Linked DNA regions of Sus scrofa: regions 2 and 3 are each linked to region 1. A link is a contact called in public HiChIP or PLAC-seq and promoter capture Hi-C data. All regions are on one chromosome and are shown on one strand. The core of a region is the stretch at or near the end of the contact, and the rest is flanking DNA. Distances in the headings are between cores, read along the strand shown. Region 1 holds the start of MTFR1 (mitochondrial fission regulator 1). Region 2 holds the start of ARFGEF1 (brefeldin A-inhibited guanine nucleotide-exchange protein 1). Region 3 holds the start of COPS5 (COP9 signalosome subunit 5).

The links. Promoter capture Hi-C pulls out the DNA fragments that hold promoters and counts their contacts. HiChIP or PLAC-seq counts read pairs in DNA pulled down with a chosen protein or histone mark.
Region 2: a contact with region 1 is called in an H3K27ac HiChIP or PLAC-seq map of alveolar macrophages. The contact joins the promoter of ARFGEF1 here to the promoter of MTFR1 in region 1. A contact is called at or near these places in 1 of 5 promoter capture datasets (liver) and 1 of 2 datasets of contacts at active chromatin or transcription factors (alveolar macrophages).
Region 3: a contact with region 1 is called in a promoter capture Hi-C map of fetal liver, with 6 times the contacts expected there. The contact joins the promoter of COPS5 here to the promoter of MTFR1 in region 1. A contact is called at or near these places in 2 of 5 promoter capture datasets (fetal liver and liver) and 2 of 47 Hi-C or Micro-C datasets (alveolar macrophages and heart right ventricle).

The regions. Positions count from the first base shown.
Region 1 is chr4:68,967,873-68,971,775 of Sscrofa11.1, forward strand. MTFR1 (mitochondrial fission regulator 1) reads right to left here and starts at 2,126. Exons shown (of 7, transcript XM_021089295.1): 1 at 1,692-2,126.
Region 2 is chr4:67,463,250-67,467,152 of Sscrofa11.1, forward strand. It overlaps ARFGEF1 (brefeldin A-inhibited guanine nucleotide-exchange protein 1), which reads left to right and starts at 2,268. Exons shown (of 39, transcript XM_001928010.7): 1 at 2,268-2,935. The coding sequence starts at 2,812.
Region 3 is chr4:67,739,054-67,742,956 of Sscrofa11.1, forward strand. COPS5 (COP9 signalosome subunit 5) reads left to right here and starts at 1,763. Exons shown (of 8, transcript NM_001105300.1): 1 at 1,763-1,953. The coding sequence starts at 1,811. The region is part of intron 3 of CSPP1 (centrosome and spindle pole-associated protein 1); the gene reads right to left.

The DNA of each region.
Region 1 (3,903 bases), core at 876-3,375:
TTATTATCACTGCTCCAGCTCAGGTTTGATCCCTGGCCAGAGAACTTCCAAATGCTGCAGGTTCCGCCAAAAAAACCCAAAAAATAAGTAAACAAAAAAGTATCCAGTATAAATAGCCAAAAGACTTAGAGGCTATTCACTGATGTGTATTTTTTCCCTTTTCCTTTCCCCTTTAACTGGTCATATTCTATAATATAAAATATTTTAAATTCTGTATTGAACTACACCTGTATTTTGCTCCTAACTTTAAATTCAACTGTATTAACTTTTTATTGTTTCAAAATCTACCTTACTATTGTACTAATACCCAGTTGGTTTTTTTTTTCCATTAGAGTTGTAGCTCAACAGAATTTTCCAAAGCAGTTACATTTACTCTACAATTTTTAGGACATTCAATTATTGTTAAAAGAGCAAGGACTTAGCAGTGACCAGGGTCAGCATCCTAAATCCCTGCCCCCTAACCCTTACATGAGGGTGACCTCAGGCAAATTGTTTAATCTCTCTCAGCCTATTTTCCCCTCATCTGTAAAATGGGACAATACCCACTTCACACAGCTGTTGTAAAAGTTAAATGAACAGGTGATAATTTCAGTGTTCCATACATACCAAGAACCCGGTAAATGCTAATTATCAGTACTATTATTACTACTCAAAAGCAGTAAAGCTACAGACAAAACTAGATTATGTGGCACCTTTGTTTTCAGGTAATGAAACTCTACCTTCGGAGAACTACCCACAGTCTTGCAGCGCAAACTAAATTAGCGCTATCTACACGTTCAAAAGTGCCTTATTTTACTCAACTTCTCCACAAAGCAAATGACTGGAAAAGAAGTACAATTGCTGATCATGAGGAAATATGTACAAGAAATGAAATATGTCTGAGATATACTTCAAAATAATCGGGGCGGGGGAAGGAGCAAGCCTGGCCAGTTACTGATTTTAAATTGGGTAATGGGTGCACGGAGCTCTCCTACTATCCTCGTGACACTGGAGAGTCTGAAGACTCCCATAATAAAAAGTGCTGTTAAATGTCCAAAGGTCGAGGTGTTTTCTGTTTTCCTTTGGGGCTTAATGCAAATCCCGGTCCCGGTCGGGAAGACAAAGTGGCAAGTTCTAAGAGGCGAAAAGTGAAACGGGGACGCCGGCCAGCTGAGGCTGGTTACGCCTCCCAGGCGGCCCAACAGGTATGCTCCTCCCTCCCAATCCCCGAGGCCCGGACAGGAGGAGCACCCGCCGAGTCACGCCACCGAACCCCCGGGAAAGCGCAACACCCAAGGGAACTGCCGCAAAGGCCCTTCCCTGGGCCGCTGCCTGACTGCCGGCGCGCGAACTGCCGGCTCCCGACGACCGACCAAAGGCCGGGGGAGGAAGGGGGCAGCGATGGGGAGAATAGGTGGGCGGGTGGGTGAGTCCTGCCTTGCCCGGCAAGTCGGCCGAATTCGCTCCGCTCCGCCAAAGCTCCAGCCCCAGCAGGGCCCTCGGCCAGCACGGCCGCCCCCGGACATCTCCGCCTCCCTTCAGCCGCGGCGCGGACACCCCACCGGTACGCGGAGCCCGCCGGCCTCCCCGAAAACCCAAACCCGGCTCCTTCACCTCCTACCCTGAGTGTCACCAAAGGTTCCCGCCGCCGTCCCCGGGGCGCCTCCTCGACCCCAAGCCAACCGCTTTCCAGAGTTTTTACCTCACTCTACCTCCGGCGCGAGGCAGCCCGCCGGCTTCTTCAGCTACTCCACCTTCCAGCTTGACCGTCCCGGGGCGTTGCTGCCAATCACCCAATCTCCGCCCCGAGCCCGGGCGAGGCTCACCAATCAACGGCTCCCTCCGGCCTGGAGGCGGGAGCCGCAAGCGGAAGGCCAGAAGATCGCTGCACGAGCCTGGAGCGGCCTCTCGCAGTGTGCGCACGCGTTGGGCTCGGCTATCGCGTGGGCTTTCCCGTGGACCTTGCTTTTTGTCCTCAGTTCTCTGCCTTGGCAAGTGCTTTGTAAACTTCAACCTCAAGAAAGACCCACATTCTGAATGTAGCCCCAAGTGTGTATTACCTTGAAAGAAGATGTGAATCTTAGCCCTTGTTAAGCTAATAAATGAGCTGTTTCATCTCGCGGTGTAGCAACTTGTGCTCACCCAGCCTTTGCGGACTTCGTATCTCGGGTGTGTTTGTCTAGGGGAAGTAGGGCTGTCGGATTGTACAAAGTGCCTGAAGGGTTAGGATTTTACTTTACCAAGTCTTCGGTTCTAACATGTTTAAGTTTTATTCGTTGGGACACGTGATTTTTAGTAGCTGAGTATCCCAAGACACTCTGGGTTCAATTCATTCTCTCTTGAAAATATGATCATTGCACTTAATAGCTAACAATATATTAAGCATGGTAATATGGGTAGGACTGACAAAAGATTCATACGTAGAGCGGAGAAACCTATTTCTGTTTGGCTTTTCAAGAGCCTATTGCTGATTGGCTGTTTCTCTTACCCTCCCATTGTAATTGATCCCAGAGGTCGTAAGCAGACAACAGAGCTCTGAAGTTTTTAATCCGGGTGCCCAAGTCTCTCCCTGGCGAGGCTTTCCCCCTTCAGCAAAAGCGTTAATTCATCTACTTAACAAGGGCTTGTTAGGGGCCCACTGTGACAATACAAAGATTTTAAAGAGCTTTGAACCACGCCCTCAGTGAGCCTACGGGCTAACAACAAGGTTAATTTATATAACCAAAAGTTGTAACCAGGTATGGAGGGGGCTGGGAAACCCGCCTAAGCCTGCCCGGGTTCTCAGGGAGTGCATCTGGAAGAAGAGAATGCTTGGGCTGGGGTCTGATGAAGCAGCAGAAGCATCTGAGCTCAAGGGGCAGGGGCAGAGCATGGCGATATATCTAACAAAGTTCACTTGTTGCTTATGAGATTTTCCTAGGGTGGATTTAGTGCGAAGCTAATGAAGCATCTGCCATTGACTTGCACCAGCTCTCTCCAAGAGCCAAGGAAGGGCCCCAGCACCTAATAATGCACATGATCATATGTAGTTTTCAACTCTTTAAAGGGGCCCCAGCACCTAATGCACATGATCATATGTAGTTTTAAACTCATATGTCTTAGAGCTGTCCTCAACAGGGATTGGCTAAGGCTTTTTTCCATGCCAATTTCCTTTCCTTCACACTTCCCTTCTAGGTGCCCTGGAGTGGCTCTGGGCTTTTGGGGGATCTGAGTGAGGGAAAGAGTTGAGATGGAACTGGAGCCACTTCCCTGATAAGTTATTTCTGACTCTCCTGGTGTTGGAATAGCTTCCAGGAAAACTCCTAGCTACACTCTATTCTATCTCATAAATGAATGTGTCCCAGGGCACCTGGCAGTAGATGCACATGGGTGGAGAAAGAGAAAAGAGTTTGAAATGTGCTGAGCCAAAAGTTAATCTAGGGGGAAATCTTCCAGTCATCACACTTTTAAAATTATAAGATTACAGGGAGTTCCTGTTGTGGCGCAGTGGAAATGAATCCAACTAGTATCCATGAGGGTATGGGTTTGATCCCTGGCGTTCCTCAGCATTGATGTGAGCTATGGTGTAGGTCACAGATGCAGCTCCAACTCCATGTTGCTGTTGGCGTAGGCTGGCAGCTACAGTTCTGATTCCACCCCTAGCCTGGGGACTTCCATATGCCATGAGTGCAGCCCTAAAAAGCAAAATAAAAATAAAGATAAAAATATATGTGATTATAAAATCATAATTTTCTGTTCCAGACTCCAATCCAAATTGCCACATTGCATTTAGTCATCATGTTTCCTTAGACTCCTCTGGCCTATCAAGAGTTTCTTTCTTTTTTTTTTTTCTTTTTCTTTTTAGGGCTGAACCCACAGCATATGGAAGTTCCCAGGCTAGGGGTTGAATTGGAGCTACAGCTGCCAGCCTACATCACAGCCACA
Region 2 (3,903 bases), core at 1,018-3,517, 1.5 Mb before region 1:
TTGTGATATGTGCTATGTAGTATACCCTGTTTAAGTGCTAAGATTTCTGTATTATTCATTAATGAATGCCAAGTGTATTGTTTAGGATTAAGTTAGCTGCTAAACATAACTTGAGTTTACTTTGCCCACCTAAAGTCCAGAATGAGCATTCTTGATTGGCTGGTTCTCCACCACATGGTAATTCAGGGACCCAGGCTTTGCCATCTTTAGCATGCAGCCACAGAAGGGAAAGGGCATGAAAATCTGCTTGTGGAGGATATTTTTTTTCTCTCTTGCTTTTTAAGTCCACACCTGCCGCATATGGAGGATCCCAGGCTAGGGGTCAAATTGGAGCTGTAGCCGCTGGCCCACACAACCACAGCAATGCCAGATCGCAGCCATGTCTGCAACCTACACCACAACTCATGGCAATGCCAGATCCTTAACCCACTGATCAAGGCCAGGGATCAAACCTGTGTCCTTATGAATGCTGGTCAGATTCGTTTTCACTGAGTCACGACAGGAACTCTATTTTTTTTTTTCTTTTTTTATTGAGCTAAATCTGGATGGTTACATTTAACTGGAAGACAGACTAGGGAACACAATTTATGTTTGTGCAAAGGAAAGAAGAGTAAATGGATTTGGTGATCAACCAGCATCTTCCACAGTACCTGCGACAGAACACCCGCATTATGAAGAAAAAAAGATAAATTTGGAATGGAGCTTGTTCTAAAAAACTTTATAATCTACAAGTGTACCTAGAAATTAGTATTATATTTGATCTAGTATACTGAATCTTTAAATTCTAGGAATCTAGAAATAGTCTTTAGAGTAAAATTAGTTGAATTTACAGATTTCTCAGGACAAGAAAGTTTAGAAAAATTAATGTAGGGGTTCCTGCCATGGCACGGTGAGTTGAGGATCCAGCATTGCCACAGCTGTGACAGAGGTTGCAGGTGCGGCTCGGATTCAGTCCCCCGCCAGGGAACTTCTGTATGCCTCAGGTGTAGATGAAAAAAAATAATAATAATTTGTTCATTTTAATTAGGATCATTCTCAAGGTTTCCATTTTTATTTCCCGTGGTTTTTAGACTGTCCCAAATCTTGTCACTCAAATTGGAGCTGTAGCCGCTGGCCCACACAACCACAGCAATGCCAGATCAGGGCCATACCGGCGGCATATACAGGTTCCCAGGCTAGGGGTCCAATCAATAGGAGATGGCCTACACCACAGCTCACAGCAATGCGGATCCTTAACCCACTGAGCAAGGCCAGGGATTGAACCAGCATCCTCATAGATGCTAATCAGGTTCATTTTCACTGAGCCACGACGCGAACTCCCAGACTCTCCATTTTTGAATTTGGATGGTTGCATTAGGACAAGTCCACAGTCAAGAGGATCGAATAGACCAGAACTGTGAGAGACACAGTCTAACAGTGTGTAACAGTTTGGGGCGTGTGGTTGATAACAGCCACACAGTAGCTTTGAACTTGGAGATATGCACCTAGATCACCATGTAAATTATTTGCATATAGTTTAATGGTATTCTTTATCATTTTCTGTTCTGAATGAAACATTGTAGACATCTGAATTCTTCTTTAGTATTTAAGCAGACACGTGTGTCTGCGGTAACATCTGTACTTAGAGCTTTTCCATTCTGAAACTAGTTTTCCTGTCCTGAGCCGAATCTTAGTATTAATGGCATAGAGCTCTAAGGGAACTCATCAATCAGAAGCATTCACCTGTTCCCTTAACTTTAATCTCAATTCAGTAGAGATCTGAAACCTAGAGTTTACCGATTTTTATCCTACAGAAATGAAAAAGTGAAACAGTCCCCAATCCTTGTCAGATTGGTTTTAGTCTTCCCAAGAGAGAATCCTGAGGTAGTCGGCGGGCACGGACCTGGACAGCAGTTTCGTGCAGCTGGTAAGGAAACTGAAAATCGAGAGTGCCAGGTGAAGACCGCGCGGCTGAACCTGGGCCGGACGGCTGTTTCCGTGACCCCTGGAGCGGAAGGGGCCGCGCGCCCACCGGGGGGCTCTCCATATGCTTCCGATACGTGGATGCAGCGCAGCTGGGAGACCCATTCATTCAGTAGGAGCTTCGGCCCCGGGGGTTCCGGGTGCCAGGGCGCAGCCCCAGTGAGGAGCCCGAAGCGCCCCGCGTGGCGCCGCAGGACGCCCGCCACGCCCCACGCCGCCCTGCAGGCAAACGCGGGAGGCGGCGAGGCCCCGCCGGGCCGCCGTAGCGCTGCGGCTCGAGCCGCTCCTCCCGCGCCGCCCTCCGCCCCCTGCCTCCCGGCGCCGCGGCAGCTCTGGGCAGCCGACGCTGCCGCCGCCGCTTCCTCCTCTGCAGCCGTTCGGCCGCTGCGTGACGCGTCGTTTCCTCCCAACATGGCGGCCGGGGCAGGTCGGCGGTGATGGAGGCCAGTCCGCGGCCACGGCGGGTGCTAATCCCCACAGTAGCCAGGGCAGCCCTGCTCTCGCCGGGCCTCTGAGCCGCCGCCTCGTCCCTCGGCCTCCGGCTGACGGCCGCCGAGCTGGGCTCCCTCGCCGCCCCCGGGCCGGAGGGACAAGTGGAGCGGGGTGGCCGGCAAACGACCCCCGGGCGGGGAGAAGCGGAGGTCCCACGGGCGCGGCCCCTCTGGGGGCGGTGACGACCTCCGCGCTCCTCGGCCGCCCGCCCCTTCCTGATCCTGCCGCTGCCCTCCACGCCTCCTCTTCCCCACCTCCACCCCCTCTCCTTTCTCTCCGCTTTTCCTCCCCCTCCTCCTCCCCTCCAGCCGCTGGGAGCCGCGGGTCGGACGAGCCGCCGCCTCCTTCTCTGCGTCCATGTATGAGGGGAAGAAGACGAAGAACATGTTCCTGACCCGGGCCCTGGAGAAGATTTTGGCCGACAAGGAAGTGAAGAAGGCGCATCACTCCCAACTGCGCAAAGCGTGCGAGGTGGCGTTAGGTGAGTGGGGAGGAGGCCGGGGATGGGGGTGGGGGAATGGGGGGGGCGCCGGCGCGGGAGGTGGGGTCGCTGGGGGCTCGCCCTGAGCCGGCGCCGCTAACCTCGGGGAGCCCTCGCCGAGCCCCGGCCGCCTGGCTGGAGTTGACAGTAACTCGGCTGGATGGGGGGCAGAGGCAGGGTGGAGGAGGAAGGGCAGTTAGTTAGCTCGGCCCGGGGCCGGCGGCTGCGCTCGGGCTCGACTCGGGAAGAGCAGGTTGTGTCGGCCGACCGTGCGGTGCGGACAGGCTCTCACCCTTTGTGAGGCGGCAGCAAGAGGAGCTGTTGTTTATTGGCGTGGAAAATTGAGGTGGAGCTGATTTGGCAGGATTGGGCGTGGGAAGGGTTCTGTCTTGTAATTTCCATAACTTTGTCGTTTGGCGTGGTACTTTGGGAAGCTAGGCTGAAGTTGTTCCCTTGTTGACAGTCTCGAGAAGGGGTTTGCGAGAGGTGCAGCCTGTTCTGACATCTCTCCGCCTCCGCCACGGGAAAAACAGAGTAATGTGGTATCCGACTGGGCTGACCTGGAAGAACTAGACCGGAGGTTAAGGGGTGGGGGGGCGAGATAAAAGCGGGGAAGGATAGGACCTTTAGATAAGATGGCTTTAGGGGACAAGGAAGGAAGGGTTTGAATGGGGAAGAGGAAAAAGACAATGACACCCACCAGCCACATGTTTGGACCGTGGCAGCCGCTCTCAAGCTTGAATTCTGATTTATAGTTCAGACGGAAGCGATCTAGTGTAATGAAGCCCATAGCGGGGTAAGTCCGAACAATACCTACAGCGAGGCCAGGCAGATGAGGAATTGTTAGAGAGGACCCACCGGTGGATCTGTTGCATCCATCAAGGATGAATTCGTTTAAGGCGAGACCAGAACATTAAACACAAAGATGAATTCCTAATGCCTGCGCTTTATTTTATAGTCCCGGAAAT
Region 3 (3,903 bases), core at 513-3,012, 1.2 Mb before region 1:
AGGAGCCCCTTCCCAAAGCGAAATTGATTCTGTCTCCTCCAGTCGGCCTAAGGGTCAAAGCCTAGGGGTGGGGTGGGGGAGTGGATAAGGTTGGTAGTGAGAGAAAACTTGTTGGCACACCTTTCCAGGGCATTATCGTTCTCCCAGGAATGTGGTCAACGTTTTGTCCTAGGCTTCTATTATTAATTTCAACATATGCAGTACACCCCAAAACTTAGTGGCCATATGCTACCACTAGAAAAGAGATATCTAGATTCCCGGGACAGTGGAACTAAGTGACCTTTATCTTGTTAGTTTGTACGAGGGCTTGAAAGATAAATTTTCTTCAAATGGAATTTAATGTCAAAACCACAGGCGGAGTTGTGGATTCCATAATACTAATGTTGTCTTAACTAAATGTCACACAGCTTTCTAGGAGTGGAGGATACAGCTCAGAACCAAGTGCCCTGCACTCTGAAACTGAGAGTGAAAAGAAAAACTTCCAGGTAAACAAATACATTATTTCCTTGCACTGTAACAGTTATGCAAGCACCTACAGGCATTTAGAGACACGGCAGAAGGATTACTGGAGAGAGAAAAGTTAAGAAGGATTGCGTGGCAGAGAGCTCTGAGCTGTGTTTTTAAATGTAAGTTTAAACTCCCAGTCCGAAAAGTCAGGGGAGAGCTTTTCAGGCAATGCTAGCCACCTTATGCAAAGTTTCAGGGTAACTAAAGAAAGATGAAACTGGAGAGGTGAATTGTGATGCCCCCCCTCCCCTTTTCCCCCAGGGGGAAAAAAATTGAACATCTATGGTAGACATTGAGGATACAACAAGGAGCACACCTGGTCCCTGTGTTTTGGAACTTAGAATCTAATGCGGGGGGGGGGGGAGAATAACTAAAACAAGCAAATAATGAAATAATTAAATACCGTTTGAACTCTTGGATGACAACCAATACTCCCCCTAGATTAATTCAGTCTCGGAGCAGAGTTAGTTCCACAGAGCAATGCAGAAGATTAAACTGTAAACTATTATAGCAACTGGGTACTGGACATTTTCGGGACATTAATAGCGCCTAGAGATGTTAATTTTTACAAACACACCAAGGCATGACCGTAGCCATCCACGAGTTTCCACAGCTTCATATGATCGCTAGAGAACGCCCAAGAGAAGCTTAGTGCCCAACCACGAGCCCATAGGATTTTACACATGTGCGGTGATTCATCTGAAAGTAAACTAGGATGTCATGTATTCTCTCAAAGCCAGCATTCAGAACTATTTATCTCAATTTTTCCAGACATCCTTTTTTTTTTTTAAGTCTTTCAACAAACTTACTGCATTTAAAGTACCTGCACCTACATAAAAACAATTCTTTCTCCCATCCCCGTTTAAGGATCTATTTTTAATATGGCGGAGGCCGAGCCTGCGCAGTACGAACAAGGAAGGTCAATTCGTTTTCTGGCATAACGTTACATGCCCTTCTTCCGGTGCGGAAGGCTATACCATTCCTTACATAAACGCTGTTTTTGTCTTAATTCACACATATAATTTTCCAAGATAATATGTCTTCATTTAATCCACAAGGAGATTCCTCTGTCTCTAACTATTGTGTAACTGCTGTTTACACCGTCGCGTTCCGGAAGGACCCCCGCCATCCTCGAATGGTCGGTACCAACTTCACCTCCGGTTCTAGGTGTCATGGCTGCCTCGAGAGTCTAGTACCAGTTTGCACCTGCGGTGGGGTGGGTCTGAAGCCCACACCCGGAAACCTAGCGAGGTTGAAGTTGCGTCTTGGTTGTAGGGGCAACAACTTCTCCGAATCCTCTGCGATGGCGGCTTCTGGGAGTGGTATGGCCCAGAAAACGTGGGAATTAGCCAACAACATGCAGGAAGCCCAGAGTATCGATGAAATCTACAAATACGACAAAAAACAGCAGCAAGAAATCCTGGCGGCGAAACCCTGGACTAAGGAGTGAGGAGGTCCCTGGCGAAATGCTGGGGAGGGAAGGGTGGCGGGAGTTTAAGAGACCCAGTAGGGGTGGGAGCTGAAGCGGGGACTGGGCTTGTCTTTTCTTGTGCAGGGAAGAGGAAGAGTAAGCGTCTGAGAATTTTTGCTTTGCCTTTTTATCCGCGCAAGTTGAGCGTAAGTCCCTCCTTTGGGGCTCGCTTGACTCCCCTTTCTGTCTCTTTAACCCGTTTGCCTCGGGAGAATGGAAAAGGAAAACGGCAAGCGGTGATTTGGGCTTTTACTCCTCAACACCCATACCGTCACGTATGCTACACACTCTGCCTTGAATCCTGTGTCGGTATACACTTTGTTGGGACTTGCAGCAGATCTTAGACTGGAGACTGTAGCTGTCTTCAGAAATTGAGCCAGCCCAACGGTCTTTAATTAAAAGCCATCGTTTAGATCTGTAATTGTTTTTCGATTGCTGGTAATTATTTTAGAAACACCGCGAGGTTCTACTTAGTCTCCCAAAATGTTAGCAAGTTCACATAAGCTACAAATTAAATCAATAGAGTTCTTTGCCATTTAGCAAAACAGCTGTGTCCCTGAGAGTGATGACAGATCGAGGATTCTTTCCCACAGCATTTATCCTTTCCTGAGAGCAGATATTGTTAGAGATAGAGTTAAAAGAGCACCGTCTCTAACAGAGAGATAGATGGGAAAGCGGTGGTCAACAACAAAAACCATGCTTCATCTGTCCCACAAGGCAAGCTTTAATTGTCATTATTCAGATTCAGCAATGTTTATTGAGTACTTACTAAGGACTGAGCACTGAGTTGGTTTGCCTCACCTGCTCTTTCTATAGCAGGCTGTGCATTTTAGGTTGATAGAGCCTATTAAATATTTGGAAACTATTAGCCTCGCTGTGTGATTGTATCTCTAGTTATATACAACCTAGCTGTCTTGAGCCACATCAGTGAGACCAAAATGTAATTTTATTCAACAGTAGTTTAGTCACAACCACAGATGAAAAACTTAAACAGTGATCATAGCAGAACTAAAGATAAGGCTACATTTTCCATTTTGAGGCTGATACCACAGAAAGAAGCCACAGCCCTCAACAGACTTCTTTGAGAGTTCTGTAAAAGATAGGTTGATAATGCTAACAACAGCTAGCATTTAAAAAGTTTTAGTATGTGTCAGGCACTAGGCTAAGTACCTTATATACATTATTTCATTTACTTCATTTCCTCCTAGCAACAGCCCTGTGAAATATCCCTATTTATAGATAAGGAAACAGGCACAGAATTAAGTGAATGTCTCAAGGTCACAGCTAGGACATGGTAGTGCAAGGATGCAAAGGTAGGCAGATGGATGTCAGAGCCCACATTTTTTTGGAGGGGGCACACCCATGGCATACGGAAGTTCCTGGGCTAGGGGTGGAATCAGAGCTACAGCTGCCATTCTACACCATAGCCTCAGCAACACCAGATCTGAGCCACATCTTCGATCACACCTACTGTGGTGATCATTCCACAGTATATGTAGTACATCATGGCAATGCCAGATCCTTAACCCACTGGGCGAGGCCAAAAATCGAACCCACATCCTCATAGATATTAGTCAAGTTTGTTACCACTGAGCTGCAATAGGAACTCCAGAGCCCACATTCTTAACTGTTAGGCCAAAACGTTAGGGCCTGAGAATAATGAGGTAAATCCATCCAACCAGTCAGAAACCAAAATTTGGCACAACCTTGTAAATCAACTCTAAATTTAAAAAGATTTGGTGATACCAAAATTAATGGAGAAAAAGTCTACTGAAGTGGTCATGTAAGAATAGCATATTAAAAAACTTTTTCAGAAGTTCTCTGGTGGCTCAGCAGATTAAGGATCCAGCATTGTCACTGCTGTGCCTTGGGTTCAATCCCTGGCCCAGAAACATCTGCATACTATGGGTGTGGCCAAAATAAAT